Linked DNA regions of Urocitellus parryii: region 2 is linked to region 1. The links are chromatin contacts, called in public Hi-C maps. All regions are on one chromosome and are shown on one strand. The core of a region is the stretch at or near the end of the contact, and the rest is flanking DNA. Distances in the headings are between cores, read along the strand shown. Region 1 holds the start of Rest (RE1 silencing transcription factor). Region 2 holds the start of Ppat (phosphoribosyl pyrophosphate amidotransferase).

Evidence for each region. A called contact is a pair of places that touch in the nucleus more often than the background predicts.
Region 2: a Hi-C map of liver shows a contact between it and region 1, with 4 times the contacts expected there. The contact joins the promoter of Ppat here to the promoter of Rest in region 1. A contact is called at or near these places in 2 of 2 Hi-C or Micro-C datasets (liver and muscle).

Annotation. Positions count from the first base shown.
Region 1 is chr10:102,829,760-102,833,566 of mUroPar1.hap1, reverse strand. Rest (RE1 silencing transcription factor) reads left to right here and starts at 2,118. Exons shown (of 4, transcript XM_026387139.2): 1 at 2,118-2,201.
Region 2 is chr10:103,193,358-103,196,923 of mUroPar1.hap1, reverse strand. It overlaps Ppat (phosphoribosyl pyrophosphate amidotransferase), which reads right to left and starts at 1,350. Exons shown (of 11, transcript XM_026385755.2): 1 at 1,094-1,350. The coding sequence starts at 1,221. It overlaps Paics (phosphoribosylaminoimidazole carboxylase and phosphoribosylaminoimidazolesuccinocarboxamide synthase), which reads left to right. Exons shown (of 12, transcript XM_026386446.2): 4 at 2,021-2,087.

The DNA of each region.
Region 1 (3,807 bases), core at 869-3,368:
TGAAATAAACCTCTAGAGAAAAATATGATTAAGAACATATGATAATTACATTTTTAAAATACAGATGAATTCAATATGTAGGAAAGAACCCATATTAAAAAAAAAGGAGAACTCATTCATATTTCAAAGACTTTATCTTGCAGAATATCATAGATTTTAGATGCAGCAAATTGAATATAGCTTCTTGAAAAACAAGAATTGAAGTTAGATTTTTTTTTTAAATTAAAGAAAAAAGAATTCAATTTCATAACACCAGCTTCTCCCAAGTAAACCTATTGATTTGTAATTCGGCCTTGGATATGACCTGTGGCCTTCATGTCATTATAATTTGGGTCACTCTGAATATGCCCTCCCTTGAACAAGGGCCTCTGCTAATTTTGAATGAATGCAGCTGCCCATTTGCTATTCTTCTATTTGCATCACAATATGTGGGAATAAATTCGCAATTAATAGAACATTTCCAATAAGTGGTCAGACTGAGGAAAGCAAGGACATTTATCTAGTAAGCTTAAAAAGAAATGTTTAGGAGCCGGGAAGGGGAAGTGTTCATTTTTACCTTAATTTAGGATATGGAATGCAAAGAAAACAGTTCCTTGACAGTCTTGGTACCTTAGGCTACAGCAACTAAAAAAGCCATGTAGTTTGAAGTCAGATTTTAGTTCAGCAAAGAATACATGAAGTAAAGTTTGAATGGGGCAAAAACACCAGAAAAACAACCAACTAACCAACAACAAAACAAACCTCTCAATAACATGCATGATGTAACACCATCATTTTAAAGTGTGAGTTGTGGGGTAGGCCTGTAATCCCATCTACTGAGGAGGCTGAGGCAAGTTTTAAGCCAGCCTGGGCAATTTTGTGAGAAGCTATCTCAAAACCAAACTAAACAAAAAGATGTTTAGTGATAGAGCACTTGCCTAGCAATCCCCAGTATCGCAAATGCCTCTTTCCAAAAAACAAAATTCTCACCAAAACCAAAACCAAAACCTTAAACAAAGCCTCTCCACGTTTTTTTTTTTCCCTTTTGGGGTGGGGGGGGGCAGGCTAAAAAGGCATTTCAGGTGAGAAAAGAAAGGAAGGGGCATACGAAATTTCTCCTTAAAAGAATATTACTTTGTGCCAGGCATTAGGCTTGATCGTCGTTGGCTGCATGATGCGGAAGTCAGGTTAGTCTCGGGACACCGTGGTCCCAGGCAGCCTCTGGTTCCTCATTGCTCTCTCCACCTTCTGTAACGTGAGAGTAATTCCTCCACCCAAATCGTGCTTTCCAGGCTCAGAAGCGATCCGCTACCTGACCCGTCTAGGAACGTGCCCCCCAATCCTCATTCTCACTGTTCTGAGTCCTTGCTGAAACAAGTTCTTCTCGTAACTCACAAAATGATCGCATTCCCCCGTCCCCGCTTATAGTTTGAAATTTGGAAGGCATTTTACTCCAGAAGCTTAAAACTAAGCTTAATTAGCTAAGGTAAGGGTGGGTAGAGAGTTAAAAAGATTCTGAAGGGTATTTTCGAGCGCTTTCGACTTGAGAGGCCGGTGACAATGGTTCTAAAGAATGGTCAAAGCCTGCACATTTTTCTTTTAACAGCTCTATTCTCATGCAAGCACGCCAGGGCTCCGGGTAACTTTTGTTGTTTGTTTATAAAAGAAATCGAGAAAGGGAGAGGGGCCCGCCCCTTTTCTGACCTCAGGGCAGGAGTGAGCGCCCTGGTGGATTAGGTGCGGCTCCCCCCTGGGCGCTCCCCTAGCCACCCGACCCAAGCCAGGAGCTCTGCCCTTCTCCGAGGGGCGGGGCGCGCCTAGCGGCCACGCGCGCGAACGGCAGAGGGGGCGTGTCCCGCGGGCGCGCGCGGGCGGCGGAGGGGGCGTGTTCCGCAGGCGGGCGGCGGCGGCGCGGGCTGGTGCGCGGCACAGCGTCCTGTGTTGGAATGTGCGGCTCCCGCGAGCTCGCGGCGCAGCAGCAGGCCAAGCGCCGCCGAGGCCCCTGGCCTCAGACCCCGGCGGCAGCCCGGACGGCTGGGCGAGGGCTGGCGGCCTGAGCACTTTCTGCAGCCCCGCTCCTGGCCTTTAAGGGCCTCGACAGCCCAAGCGCCCAACTTTTTCCACCCCTCCCCCCCTCTCCTAAAACTCCAACAACAAAGAAAAGTAGTCGGCGGAGGGGTGGCGACGCCAGGTCGCCAGTTCCCCCTCTCCGAGGAAGACCGGTAAGCGCGGCGCGGGGCTGGGGGCTCGGCCGGGGTGGGGGAGGGCCAGGCGGCCGCGGCGGCCGCGGGAGGGGGAGGGCGCGGAAGGACGCGGAGCGAGGCGCTGTCCAGGGCTGATTTGCAGATACTGTGGCTCCGGCGACGGCCGCCGCGCCGGGCGGGGGCGGGCGGCCGAGCGGGATCGGGTTACACGGCGGCGGCCCGGGGCTGGGCCGGGGGCGTTGGTGGAGAGCTGCACGTCTCCGGGACCCCCTCCCCATTTGAGGAAGGCCGCCGCTTCCGCGCGGGCCCGCACGCCCTGCCAGTCTAGACTTTCAGGCCAAGAGCGGAGCTGCTCGGGGCCCTAGTCCTGAAACTTCCTCCTGATCTCCAGCCTCCGGGTCCCGCCGCAGCCCCGCGCCGGCCCGCCGCCCTCTGGGCCCCCTCCCCCAGCCTGTCGCTTCGCCGGAAGGCGCCGTTGAGTGCGGCGGGGCGGGTTGAGTCAGCCCCCGGGCTCGGGCGGTGCCGCCAGCGGGCTGGACAGCGATTTCTGCGCTCCGACTGCCCCGCGACGCGGCCCTGTGCGCCCGGCGGCCCGCGCTGGCAGGGCCGGGGCGCTTGTCCCGCCGGGCGCCGTGGGGGAGTGAAGTTAGCAAACTTCCGGGGCGCGGGGGCGGCCCGCGTGGGGCCCCCTGGCTCTCGGGTCCGCGCCTGCGGAGGGCGCCCGCGGAGCCTCCGCGGAGGGCGAGCCGGGCGGTCGGCGGAGCTCGGGCGCCGGCCACACGGTAACTTTCCGCCCTTTTCCCGGACTCTGGCCCGTGGGCCGCGGAGGGGGCTGTCTCTCTCGGGAAGGACTCAGTTGGGGATCGGAGCCCCGAGTTTGCTCACCTCCACCGTTTGAATTGGGGGAGCACAGGAAGAGGTTCAGGACGAGCGGTGGGGGCAAGCCCGGTGAGTTGGTGGGCGAATGTGTGCAGGGAGCGGGCGGAGCGGTGAGGAAGCGAGAGCTCCCGAGTTTGCAGAGAGCTGCTTTGTGTTTGGTATTTTGAGAAAATGGCCGAATGCCTATTTCAGTTAGGAATGCCGCCGCCGAGGCAGGCGCCGGTGGCAGCAGCACATAGGAATTTCGTGCAACACGTTGGGCTTTCAGGCAGTGCCCAAACGGTCTTCCTGACAAATGTTAAAATTCCTGTAAGAGTCATGGGTAGGGTGGGTTGGGGAATCTGGAAGGTCGATGTTGGGTTAAATTTCCGAATAGCTTGCGCTGTTAAGCCTTGGAACTGCTTTTGCCCTCCGTTTTCTGTGATGGCATTTGAGTCCAACTTTTGTTGGTGCAAATAACTAAACGGGTTTATACACTTGGGTGGAATGGATTGCTTTTTATCTTTCGGTTTAACTTTATTATTTAGTTCTGTGTCTTTGCTTTTTCTGATTTGCAGAAAGACACGGGCTGGAGACTAGCACCTTTTAGACTGGAAAGTAACTTGGTTAAGATCATTTAAAAACCCAACTTGTTTTCAGGAAGGTGATCTTGTAATGGCTTCCACTGGGCAAGTAGGCCAAGTCAAGCACAATGGAAGAAAGTTGCTGATTGTGGCGTTGAGTTGTGCGATTGTTTTATTAGGGG
Region 2 (3,566 bases), core at 101-2,600, 360 kb before region 1:
GTACACAAAATGTCAAATCAAATTCAAGTATTTGGGACTCCAAAAAAAGCAAAAAGACTACTTATAATTTTATTTGGTGAGGGAAAGCTAATCATTTGGAATGCATTTATACATGTTGCACCCATATTGCTGATAAGGGTTTACAGCCCAGTTCCTTAACTGTTCTAGAAGTTGTCGCTATTATGTTGCCTTATGAAAACTTCAGTGATAATGTCAAGCCTAAATCTGCATTTCTTACTCCAACCAAATCATACAATTTCCCATTAGGTATATTAGGTCAGGTAGTAAGAATGGAAGCAAAGGTATATTTACTTATTTATACCTCGAAGTGATCTCCCAATTTTTTCCAAATCAGTGTGTATCTTAGCATACAAATACTACTCTCTTTTAAAGAAGAGTTGATTTCTGCCATCTTACTACCAACGTTTTCGTTCAATATTTAAAAGTGTATCAATGAATCGATTTCCTGAGATTGGTATATTTCCTGCTAATTCATATGAATTCTACGACCGTTGTTCCTTTTGAACACCAACTAGTTGTTTCCCTGGGTCTGGACTCTAAGATTCTAGTTCCTATAGCTATAACTAGTTTCAAACTCACAATCTGCCCAATAACTCTGGCCTTGCAAACAAAAGCTTGTGCTGGTTGTAAGTCCGGCGCGAAAATCTGAAAGTGTTGTAGGACCTGGACTAGTCGCCACTCCACACATGCCTATAACAAGTGTAGCTCCTGGGTCAGAACTTGCACGCACTTGGGCATGAGCCCCGACCTGGCTAGTCCAAGCAAACCCGAGCCTTACAAACTAACCAGACTCAGCAGATGTGCACAGACCCAGGGGGAGGGGAGGGTCCCTAAAGGGCAATAGGGCCTGGAAAGGTGGCCAGAACAGGCTAAAGTCCCTGGAGGCAGGGTGACTCCCCTCCCCCACAACCTGTTGGATGCCACTGGCAGGTACTGGTCCAGGAAAGAGTGCTGTCCTTCTAGTTCTTGGGAGCTCAACGGAGAGCCAATCCTGAACGCGGGAAGCGGCTCACAGAGATGTAAAAACACTTGTCTCGCCACCCCCACTCCTACCCCTCACCCAGTTGCTCACCGGTGTTGCAGCCCCACGAGTCCCAGAGTGATCACATGTGGCACATCTAGCTGCGTGGGCCACTCTCCAGAAGCTATGCACCCGAACACGCCGCATTCCTCGCGAATCCCCAATTCCTCCAGCTCCATGTCGCTGCCAAAAGCACGTGGAGGAGCTCGCCGCCGCAGCCGAGGTACTAGGACCAAACAGCTGCCTGCACGGCCCAAGAGCCTCAGAGGCTGGCGCTATAGACCGCCGCTTCCTTCCCCGCGGCTAGACCTAGGCTACTGCGGCGGCGCGTGCTTAGTGGGCGTGACCATCTCATCACCACCAGGCCCCGTCCCCCATGGCCCACCAATGAGGGAGAGCCGGAGAAGAGGTTCCGCGGCCGAGGGGAGGAGTCGCGGATTTCATGGGGGTGGGGTCAGTCTTCCTCTGGCTATGTACCAGAACCTCTTTCATCTGCACGTGGCTATCTCCGTTATTTTCCAGCATCCACATCGGGAATGATGAAAGTAACGGGGTTGGAGTCATTTCTCTCTGAGAACATGTAAACTTTACACGTCCTTTTCCCGGCTTTCCCCCATCACGACTTGGTACGCTCCAACCTATGAACCTCTCCCTCTGGCAAGAAGGGGGCCCCAGTCTACGAGCTCTGCAGCGTGGGGAGGGGCCGCCAGTGCGCGCCACTTTTCTTCTCTATAGGAACAGTGTACGGGGTGGCTTGGAGGCGGGGTGCCGTCGCTGCGCCTGCGCGGCAGGAAACCTCTCGTAAGCGCTCAGGGAGTCGAAGCTTCTCCCCAGTTGTAGAGACCCTTCGATTTGGGTCTGTGTAGGCGAACTCGATTTGAGCGGCGCGCGGCTACGCTGCCCCTCCAGGGGGCGTGTCTGTGGGCGGAACTTCCTTCCCCGGCCCTGCGAATCTCTCTTGCCGCTCTTCTTTTCCAGATTTCAGCCGCTTTTCCTAGCGTGGTCGCTGCTTCCAGTCCGTTCAGAATAATGGCGACAGCTGAAAGTGAGTAACAGGAGACCTATTCCCCTTACTCAACGATCTCCCCGCCTTCTGGCCGTGGTGCGGGCTCCGCGGCCGGATTCCAGTGAGCTCTTTGCATTGCTCGGCCTCCCTGCAGCCGTGCACGTAGGCCCGTGGGTGAGCTCACACGTGGCCCAGGCGCTGCGAGACCTTCGTTGGACTTGAAGCACCCCGGGCCTCTCCGAACTCTCCTAAATTCACAAAACTGCTTCTCTGATGGAGGAAGAGGAGCAGAGTAAGAGGGTTCCTAGGACGAGAAACGGTCAAAGATTGCCTTGAAAAGGTCATCAATAGATGTTGCAAAACAACCACGTGAAAATATAGCGTAGACTCTTCAAACCAAAGGCTTGCCTTTCCCGATTGGTTAATCCCCTTCTTTTCGTAAGGTTAATAATTTAACCTGAAAAATTTGTTTAAGTTTTGAGTCGTTTGATAGTATTATTCAAAAAAGTATTCTTTGATGCCTTGATAGCTTTAGAAATTTCCAAAGCCCATAGGCGAAAAAGTTTTCCTTGCTTCACTTTGCGTTTGTCAAAATTTGCAGTTACATAATTATTTTGTCCCTGAGTGATTTGATCCACACACACCGGTTTAGAAGTTTATACTGAAGCAAATTGCATTCCACTGACATGTTAATTTTTCTCAAACTTGCCTTTACAGTTTCTAAAAGGTCCTTCTCCTTAAAAATGTTTATAGTTGGTATCCCTAGAGCCGTTAAATACAGTTGGTACTGGGGGAAGTTGACCAAATATACTGTTCTATTGTGTGCATGTATGCATATGTAACAAGGAATCCAGTTATTGTATACAATTATAATGCACCAACAAGAAGAAGAAAAGGGGAAAAAAAAATTAGTCAGAAGTTCTTTTCATCCAAACTTATATATTGAGGTCTTTTCTACTGAAGTCCTTTGATTTTGTTCCATTGTGAATCTATGTTCCATTCAGGTTACCTCTCCAGAGTTTATTTCTTGTTAAACACATTTTGCTCACACTTTTTCATAGAGCAGTGTTAGCTAATAAAAATATGAAAACCAAGTGTGATTTATTTACTCTCTCCCTCTTTTTTCTTTTTGCTATGGGCTTCGAACCCAAGGGGCTTATCCACTGGGCCACATCCCCAGCCCCTTATATATTTTATTTGGAGACAGGGTCTGGCTGAGTTTCTTAGAGGCTTCGAACTTGGATCCTCCTGTCTCAGCCTCTAGAGCTGCTGGGATTACAGGCGCTATGCCCAGCCTTATAAATTTGTTTTCTAGTAGCCATATTGAGAAATGTTGCCTTTTTTCATATTGAATATGGAGTATATTCACAGCCACATTGGCTAGTGGCTACCTATTGGACAGCACAGTCCTAGAATATTCTTAATTCTCATTTTATTAGTCTATGCTTTGCAAAACTTAAATTTCAATTCTGTGAACCTTTCTCAGTTCTCATCAGTCTCTTCTGAATTCATCTGTGA